Linked DNA regions of Mus musculus: all the other regions are linked to region 2. The links are chromatin contacts, called in public Hi-C and Micro-C maps. All regions are on one chromosome and are shown on one strand. The core of a region is the stretch at or near the end of the contact, and the rest is flanking DNA. Distances in the headings are between cores, read along the strand shown. Region 1 has its middle 40 kb from the start of Kl. Region 2 holds the start of Pds5b (PDS5 cohesin associated factor B). Region 3 overlaps Gm36447 (a long non-coding RNA gene).

Evidence for each region. A called contact is a pair of places that touch in the nucleus more often than the background predicts.
Region 1: a Hi-C map of nephron progenitors shows a contact between it and region 2, with 3 times the contacts expected there. The contact joins the enhancer-like site here to the promoter of Pds5b in region 2. A contact is called at or near these places in 3 of 39 promoter capture datasets (embryonic stem cells, hippocampal neurons and stem cell-derived epiblast-like cells), 1 of 15 datasets of contacts at CTCF or cohesin (embryonic stem cells), 9 of 484 Hi-C or Micro-C datasets (the Ba/F3 cell line, the HL-1 cell line, the N1E-115 cell line and 4 more) and 2 of 115 datasets of contacts at active chromatin or transcription factors (embryonic stem cells and stem cell-derived neural progenitor cells).
Region 3: a contact with region 2 is called in a Micro-C map of embryonic stem cells, with 2.6 times the contacts expected there. The contact joins the enhancer-like site here to the promoter of Pds5b in region 2. A contact is called at or near these places in 3 of 484 Hi-C or Micro-C datasets (the N1E-115 cell line, embryonic stem cells and trophoblast stem cells) and 1 of 9 other capture datasets (pancreatic islet).

Annotation. Positions count from the first base shown.
Region 1 is chr5:150,911,045-150,913,744 of GRCm38.p6, reverse strand. No RefSeq gene overlaps it. Among named protein-coding and RNA genes, the nearest start is that of Kl, 40 kb to the left of the region's middle. Within about 2 kb of position 1,329, at least 28 of the 459 cell types and tissues checked have an H3K27ac peak or open chromatin away from gene starts, as enhancers often do. A contact at or near this core is called in liver and nephron progenitors, where this site is marked.
Region 2 is chr5:150,672,512-150,675,211 of GRCm38.p6, reverse strand. Pds5b (PDS5 cohesin associated factor B) reads right to left here and starts at 1,385. Exons shown (of 35, transcript NM_175310.6): 1 at 1,259-1,385. Gm40353 reads right to left here. Exons shown (of 6, transcript XM_017321266.1): 2 at 1,244-1,471; 3 at 650-1,186.
Region 3 is chr5:150,839,320-150,842,019 of GRCm38.p6, reverse strand. All of the region lies in intron 1 of Gm36447 (a long non-coding RNA gene), which reads right to left. Among named protein-coding and RNA genes, the nearest start is that of Gm36447, 26 kb to the right of the region's middle. Within about 2 kb of position 1,254, at least 117 of the 459 cell types and tissues checked have an H3K27ac peak or open chromatin away from gene starts, as enhancers often do. A contact at or near this core is called in the N1E-115 cell line, embryonic stem cells and trophoblast stem cells, where this site is marked.

The sequences.
Region 1 (2,700 bases), core at 80-2,579, 240 kb before region 2:
GGACCTGGGTCCACTTCCCAACACCCTCAGGATGTCTCAAAACTGTCCTTAATCAGTTTCATAGGATCTGACACCCTTGCCTGGCCCCAATGGACACTGTATGGATATGGTGCACATATATAAATGCCAGAGAACAAAAAGCATCTGTACACATAAAATAAATGAATAAACACTAAAGGTTTCATTAACAAATATGATGTGAGTGGAGAAGAAGTTGACAAAGACAGCCCAGGAGCTTCACACTGTAGCTTTACTGTAGATAAGTCTCACTTTTACCTGTAGTTAAGGGGGCATGGAATTCTGGGAGATACTAAGATAAGAGGAATAAGGCCGGGCGTGGTGGTGCACGCCTTTAATCCCAGCACTCGGGAGGCAGAGGCAGGTGAATCTGAGTTCGAGGCCAGCCTGGTCTACAAAGTGAGTTCCAGGACAGCCAGGGCTATACAGAGAAACCCTGTCTCGAAAAAAACCAAAAAAAAAAAAAAAAAAAAAAAAAAAAAAAAGATAAGAGGAATATACAAAATAACTCTCAAGACTATACTTTCAGGGATCATTTCTATAGTCCGTTACAAAGTAACTCTCTGCAGAGCCTGGACTAGCATTAAACTCACTCTGTAGCGCAGGCTGGCCTTGAAACTGGGGTGGGTTTTCCTGCTCAGTCTCCTGAGTAGCTGGGACTATGGTAATGCACTACCTCACCTGGCTTTTCCCTGATTCTGATTTATGTAAAGCACTTTGAATTCTGTGTGCTGCTAACACTTAAAGGTTAAGTCAACCCCTCCATCCTTTTTCCCCTCCCACTGTTTTTCCCCCCTTAGTGAGATAAAAATTTTATTTTAAGCGACACACTGAAAGAAGTTAAAAATTAATTTGGAGAAATGACTACGGAATTCCAGGAATTAGTGAAGCTCGACAAGTCACACTGGGTGACCTTTCTGTTTTTTCCAGCAGACAGTCCAGATGGCGAGGTTTTCCAGGGCTGCACTTTGTGGGATGTCTGCTTGATTGTTTTTCCAAACTCGGAAAGAGGAAAACACACATATTTGTTAAAACAATAAAACCCCAACATCTTCAGTTAAAAGCAAGACTTGATCTTGCTGTGAGAACTAGTCACTTTGTATTTGCCAAGATTTTTTTTTTAATTTAATGTACCGCTCTTGTGTGTTTGTTTATTTTTATTTCACACACCTTCAGTGTGCAGACCTGTCTCTAAACTCTCAAGGATTCCAGGCATCTCCTCCACAACGTGTCCTGGCTCTAGGGTATGCATTTCCTTGTGTCTTCATGTGTACCTCCCCCACAGACACTGAGTGCCAAGAGTCCAGGGGCCATGTCTGCTTTGCCTCCTGCAGTCACCCAGGCTTCACATAAGGCCTGGCTGAGAGGAACTACATATAACAGGCTTTGACAGGTGGTCACAGTTAACCTTTACCATGGCCATGTGCAAGAGTACAAGGGAAAGTCGTGAGGCTGCAAGTGCAGAGAGCACTCAGGCAGGAGAGCCAGCCAGGGAGTATCTCACCTCTGTCTGCAGCTCATCTCCTATCACCAGGACTACTGACTACTGACTCTCTCTCAAGCACAGACACGGGACCCAGCTGATGCTCAGCTGTGAATGGGGTGCTGTGATTCCCCTGACTTCTTCCTCTCCATCCACACTGAACACTGCCCAGTGTTCTCCAGCACTTGACATCATGTGACCCTTTGCCTTCCTTCTAACCTCTTACCCTTCCCACCCTATCCCTACCCTCTCTATGCAAGTAAATCTCAACCCCTAAACTTGTAATTATTCCTGGACCTGGTGAGACAGTCACATAGAGACATGTTTAGTACTAACACTCCCAGATTTAGCCCCCCCCCCAATTAAGTCTGTTCTTAAGTGACAAACCACACTCACTAGGCTTGCTGGAGATATCAAATTTGATAGATACAGAGTAAGGTCCAATCTGAGAGAACAGCAAACATTCACAGAGTGACTGAGTTGCCAGCATGTCTTCCCAGTTTGTCTCCTTTGATCCTCATGGCTTGTGGAGGTGAGAGAGTACACAACCATGGTCTTTTTTTTTTCTTTTTTTTTTTTTAAGATTTATTTATTATATGTAAATACACTGTAGCTGTCTTCAGACACACCAGAAGAGGGCATCAGATCTCATTACAGATGGTTGTGAGCCACCATGTGGTTGCTGGGATTTGAACTTAGGACCTTTGGAAGAGCAGTTAATGCTCTTAACCACTGAGCCATCTCTCCAGCCCAGCTGTGGTCTTTCTAATATAGGGAAGCCTGTACTATTTGTTTGCTTTCCTAGGGCTACACATGAGGAAGGGAAGGGTGCTAGGGCCACACACCTCTAAGATGACTGCTGTCTTCAAACCATGACTTAATATTAGTCCTGTCATTATGGAAACCAGTGCAGTCACCAAGAATATGAAGAACAAATTTCCATGTGATCCAGCAATTCCCAGTCCCAAAGGAAAATAACTCAGTACATCAAAGGGCAGTTTCACTCCCATATTTATTGAAGCTTTGTTCTCAACAGCCAGGATAACAGTCCATCAACAGATGAGTTAAGAAATGCAGAATGCAGACACAGCCGGGTGGTGGTGGTGTACGCCTTTAATCCCAGCACTTGGGAGCAGGCAGATTTCTGAGTTCGAGGCCAGCCTGGTCTACAGAGTGAGTTCCAGGACAGCCAGGGCTAC
Region 2 (2,700 bases), core at 136-2,635:
CTAGTGCACAGCCAAGAGATAGCCTCTGAAACCCGCGCTTGTGCCAACTTAGTTGACTTTCACAAAAGTTAACACAGAAAACACCCCCTCGTGGAACTGTTAACTACATGTGCTGAGAACAATGCTTAAATTGCCCTTCTCCACTTCAGTCATCATAAGTTAGCTACAGCCCACCTCCTACACTACATACACCTGGCTTTTAAAAGGTTATTTCGTTGAAGTCCACAGGCCTCCCCAACTCTCTCAGGACCTCAGACCAACCTTCAAAAATGAAACAATACTTCCAAAGCTTCAACAAGTATTCAACAGAGAGACCGCTCCTTGGAGCGATTACAGCCACCCATCAGTTCCTAACTCTAGTATCAAAGGAGCATTCTTTGAAATCAAAAATATGGGGGGGGGGGGGGGCTTTTAAATCTTGGTAGGGTTCCTGAGGATGGAGCGAACGAATCACTCTTCTTTCAAACCCCTCGGGAGTTCGTACTGGAATAGCATGCAGCGCTGAAGAGCAGGTGCTGAATTTCGGGGTTCCGTCGACCCTGCAAACACCTGTCGGCTGCATGCTACATGCCTGCTCCTATGTGCAAACATCACATTTGCTCTTCAACGTACAGAGCAAAAACCGAAACAAAACAAAAAGCAGACCCACAGCCACAGCCGCCGCCAACGCCGCCAACACCAACGCCGCCGCCGCCAGGGCTTCTCCCGGACCGCAAACTTTTAGAGTGTCAGTGGAATAACGGTGCAGAGGCGGGCGGGCGAGCCCGCACCGCACACTGTCCGTACCGCCGTGGGGCTGCACCCGCGGTCGCCCGAGGACTCTCTCTCTCTCTCTCTCTCTCTCTCTCTGACTCTCTCTGACTCTCTCCTCTTTCTCTCTCTCTCTCTCTCTCGCTCTCGCTCTCTCGGCCGGCTCCCGGCTCTTCCCCGACTCCCGAGCAGTGCGGCGCGCCTCCCCTCGCGCCGGGCCCGCAGGCAGCCGGAAGGGGGAAGCGGCGCGGGGGGCTTCTCTCCAGGGGGAGGAGAGGGGAGGGGGAGGGGCGCGGCCGCGGCCCCCGCAAAGGTCACTCCGGGCCGGCGCCAGCCGCGGCCCGCGGCCTCCCCGCCCCCGGCCCCACCGCAGCCCCGCTGGGACACCGGGACACGCGAGGCTCAGCGGGCGACGGCTCCACGCGCGCACGCCCCGCTAGAAAAATGGAGCGTGGGGCGCTGAGGCGATGAAGAGGCGCTCCCTTTCCGTTACCCGAGTCGCTCCTACCTCCGGTCGCCCGGCTCCTACACTCCTCGCGCTCCTCCGATCTCGGGGATCCGCCGCCCTCGCCGCCGCCGCCGCCGCCGCCGCATCCAATCGCCTCCTCCCGCCCCCCCTCCCCTTCCGCAGCCAGTCCAGGCCGTTCCTCCGCCTCTCCGCTTCAAAATGGCGCCAAGAGCAGCTCCGCGGCTGCTCCAATCGAACCGCGGCGGACAGCGCCTGGGGGGCAGGCAGAGCGCCGCGTGGGTTCTCAGCGCCCCCTACCGGCCGCACGGCTTCTCGCTCAGGCGCGTGCGCACGCGCTCCTCAGCCCGCGCTCCGGGCTCCGCCCCACACACCCGGGGGCGCGCACGCGCAGGCTCCGCCCTGCTGGCGCGGCCTCCTCTGTCTCCTTGGCAGCAGAGTGATGGGCAGCTGTCAGTGCGTTCTCTCAGCTTGGACTCAGCCTCCCAGGCTTTGGCGGGAAATCTGTAGATAGCTGAACTCCGCTGGCTTTGGCTTTTTTTTTTCTTTCCTTTTTTGGATGAGGCTTTTTTTTTTTTCTTTCCTTTTTCTTTCCTTTGCCGCCCTAGCTGGCCTGTGGAGCTCACTGTGTACACCAGGCTACACATGATCTTACCATGTAGACCAGGCTGCCCTCGAGTTCAGAGATCTGCCTGCCTCTGCTTCTGCCTCCTTAGTACTGGCATTTTCCCTACGCCCGGCCTTTTTTTTTTTTTTTAATTTCTAAAAAAAAAAAAAGGAGGGGGACGGCGAGATGGTTCAACGGGTTAGAGCACCGATTGCTCTTCCGAAGGTCCTGAGTTCAAACCCCAGCAACCACATGGTGGATCACAACCACCCATAATGAGATCTGACACCCACCATCTTCTGGAGCGAGAGGGTGCCAACTGGAGTGAGTAGAGGTCCTAAGTTCAATTCCCCAACAACCACATGAAGGCTCACAGCCATCTGTATAGCTATAGTGTACTCATACACATAAAATAAAAAATAAATGTGTATTATTTTATTTGAGAATACGCTCTCACTATGCAGCCCTGACTGGCCTAGAAATCACTATATAACCCAGGCTAGGCTCCATCCTCCAGCCACTGCCTTCCCAATGCTGGGACTAAAGGTATGTGCCACCACTCCTGGCTTTTTTTGTTGTTTTGTCTTGTTTTGTTAGATAGGGTCTCACTATGTAGCTCTGTCTGGGTCTGGAGCTCACAGAGACCCACCTGCCTCTGCCTCTATGCCTCTGCCTCCCAAGTGCTAGAATTAAAGGTGTATTCCACCTCTTGTGCGATGTTTTAAACCCTGTGGTGCAGCACAGATTATGTGCTGTGTAAATGAAAGATTATTAATGTCTACATGGCTCCTCACCGGTTGGTGGACCTAGGGATCCAGTGTTCATCCCACTGCTCAAGAACCCCCCTTAACGGGGTGAGGAAGCGATTGGAAGGCCA
Region 3 (2,700 bases), core at 5-2,504, 170 kb before region 2:
CTGGGGCCCAGGTCCCCATGCCGCCGAAAAGGACTGATAAGCCTGTCTCACAGTATAATTTAAATATGCTCTAGCCCTGGTCTTGGGCTCTAATAAATAATAAGGTAGCCTCAGGCACTGTGGGGAGGAAGTTAGGCTTGGCTCTTCTCTACTGAACTATAAATAAATCTATTTCCTTTATCAGTATCTAAATCCTAACTTACTTTAAAATGCAGGGAACCCATACAGCATGTATCTAAGTGCTGGTAACAAGAAGACAGGAAGTCTTGGGGATTCAGTAGAGAACATCGGACCAGGAAAATCATAGAGAGGAGCTGGCTGGCTGCAGTCTGGGTATCCCATCCCATCAGTAAGAATCACTAGGTATGTGTTACTCTTCTGCAGCTATGTAAAAATTTATCCTAAAATCCAGTGACTTAGAACAACTATTTCCTTCTTCACAGTTTCTACAAGTCAGGAAGCAGGAACTTACAGTAGCCTGCTTCTTTCTGTCTTCCACCAGGTTGTGGTTGAGGAATCAGTCAGTCCTCATCTGAAGGGTCAGCTAGAGATTGTCCACACCAAGTGCCATCACACTTACCTCCAAGTCTCCTCAGAGGAACTCTGCTTCCTGACTTTCTCAGTCAGGGTCCACTTGCCCTGGTGGGCTGGGCCTTCCTATATTAATTAACAAGAAAGTGCTCCGCACATGTCCACAGACTAATCTGATGGATATAGTTCCTCAATTGAGATTCCTTCTTGCTAGGCATGTCTAAGTCTGTGTCAAGTTGGATAGAAAAGAAAACAAACAACAACTATATATATATATATATATGTGTGTGTGTGTATGTATGTATGTATACACACACACACACATCCCAGCCCATGCGCAAGGCTTCCTAAGTTGAACAGGGCCAACAGAGTCTTGAAGAAATGTGTAACTTAGGGAGTGAAGACAAATTCATAAATAACTTTCTTGAGGCCGAAAAGCAGAAGAGATGGAAGTAAAAACTGCATAGACTGGAGAGGCAGCCTCCCGTGGGAAGCTAGGGTGGTATAACTCTGAAGGCTGGTCTGTTTGTTTACTCTTGTCAATGTGTAGTTCTGGCCTTGGGTCCCCGAGCTTTTGATGTGGCTCTGGTTTGTCTCCAAGCCACGTCACACAGTCAGATGCTGCAAACCTCTTGGCTTTAGAGAGCTTCCTTGTACTCCTGTGGGGCCTCCATGGGACCCTGTGCAGGAGGACTGTGTCTATAGACGGCGAGCTTCCCCTGTAGAAGGCGAGCTTCCCCTCGGGCAGCGGAAGCAGCTGAAACACAGGGTACAGCAGATCACCAGAGCTGCAACCCTGCCTTTGAAGTACACTGCGTCTTCTGGTCTTTAGCTCTTAGACACAAATGCCTTCGAAGAGCGGGTAGTACATTTTCTCAATGGCCAAGCGATTCCTTCATTGGAAGGAGGCATCGGAAGGTACTCAAATCATTCTGGGATAAATCTTTCCAAATCGAACCAGATGAGACTCAACAAAATCATGGCAGCTTTTAAAGCCCGCCCCAGAGGTCAACCACATCAGGCGCCTGAGCTCAGATTTGCTCACAAAGCTTCTGGAAGGGAAGTTGCCAGAACACCAACTGCGCGGAGGGGGGGGGGGGCGGGGGGCAAGCTTCCTGCCTTTTTCTGGCCCCTAGCCCCTAAAAAGAACCACACCCACCAAGGGACAGACTTCTCCTGAGGAAAAGAAAGTGATTTGCTGCAGGGGTGAAGTCTGAGAACATGCAGATAAGGAAGGAGGGAGGAGCAAGCTGGAGGGACTGCCATAGGACAGTCCCCAGCACTGGCAGCCTGGAGCTCTCTAAGGACCTTTGCATAATGCACTGCTGGGAGGGACAGCAAGAAAAACTGGCAAAGAGCCAGAACCCCAGTTAACTGCTCATTTGTAGTAACTCTGGACCCCAGGGCAACTACTTGATTCCAAGTGGCTTACAACCTTCATTAGTAAGACTGTGTCATAGAAGAGAAAGAAAATCCAAACCGGAAAAGCTGGGACTGGGGATTAGACCTCAGTCTCCCCTTTTCTCTTAATACCCAGGACCCTGGTGCACTCAAATCTGTCTCTAGGACGGGAGCCATCCCTGTGGCCAAGCTCTGCCCCCCACGTGCCTATGGTATGTGCCCTGCAAAACCTGGACTTGAACTACACAGGGTAGACAGGGCTCAGAAGTTTGCATAAAATGATCACGGAAATATACCTGAAGTGCAGACTTTTAAGACCCACCACAGGCCCAGAGAATCAAATCCTGCCTTGGAGAAGGCCTTCTGGAGGAGCCATACGCCCCTTAAGGTGTGTGGCTATAATTTGTCCTTAGGAGTTTATCCACAGATCTTTCCTAAAGTGCTACTGTGTGACAAGAGTGCCTACTATGTGACACTGAATCAACAACACCAGGAAAACAGATGAAGTCTCAAAGAGTACAGCTCATATGGGGCCTGGAGCATTACTTGGCCACTTCCTTTTAAATACTTTTTTGAAAAAGAGCTTATTTTCTTTCCCAGCTCCATTTCCTGCCTTCCAGGTGGCTCGGTTACTGTGATTGTCTCCAGGCAAATAGTTGGTACAGGCTGTCAGGCTGGGGACACTCTGCCCTTTTCTCAGCTGCTGGTGTGTGGTGGACACTGTGGGGCTTCTAGGCTGTGCCGTCAGAACTGCACAGTGACGTTCAC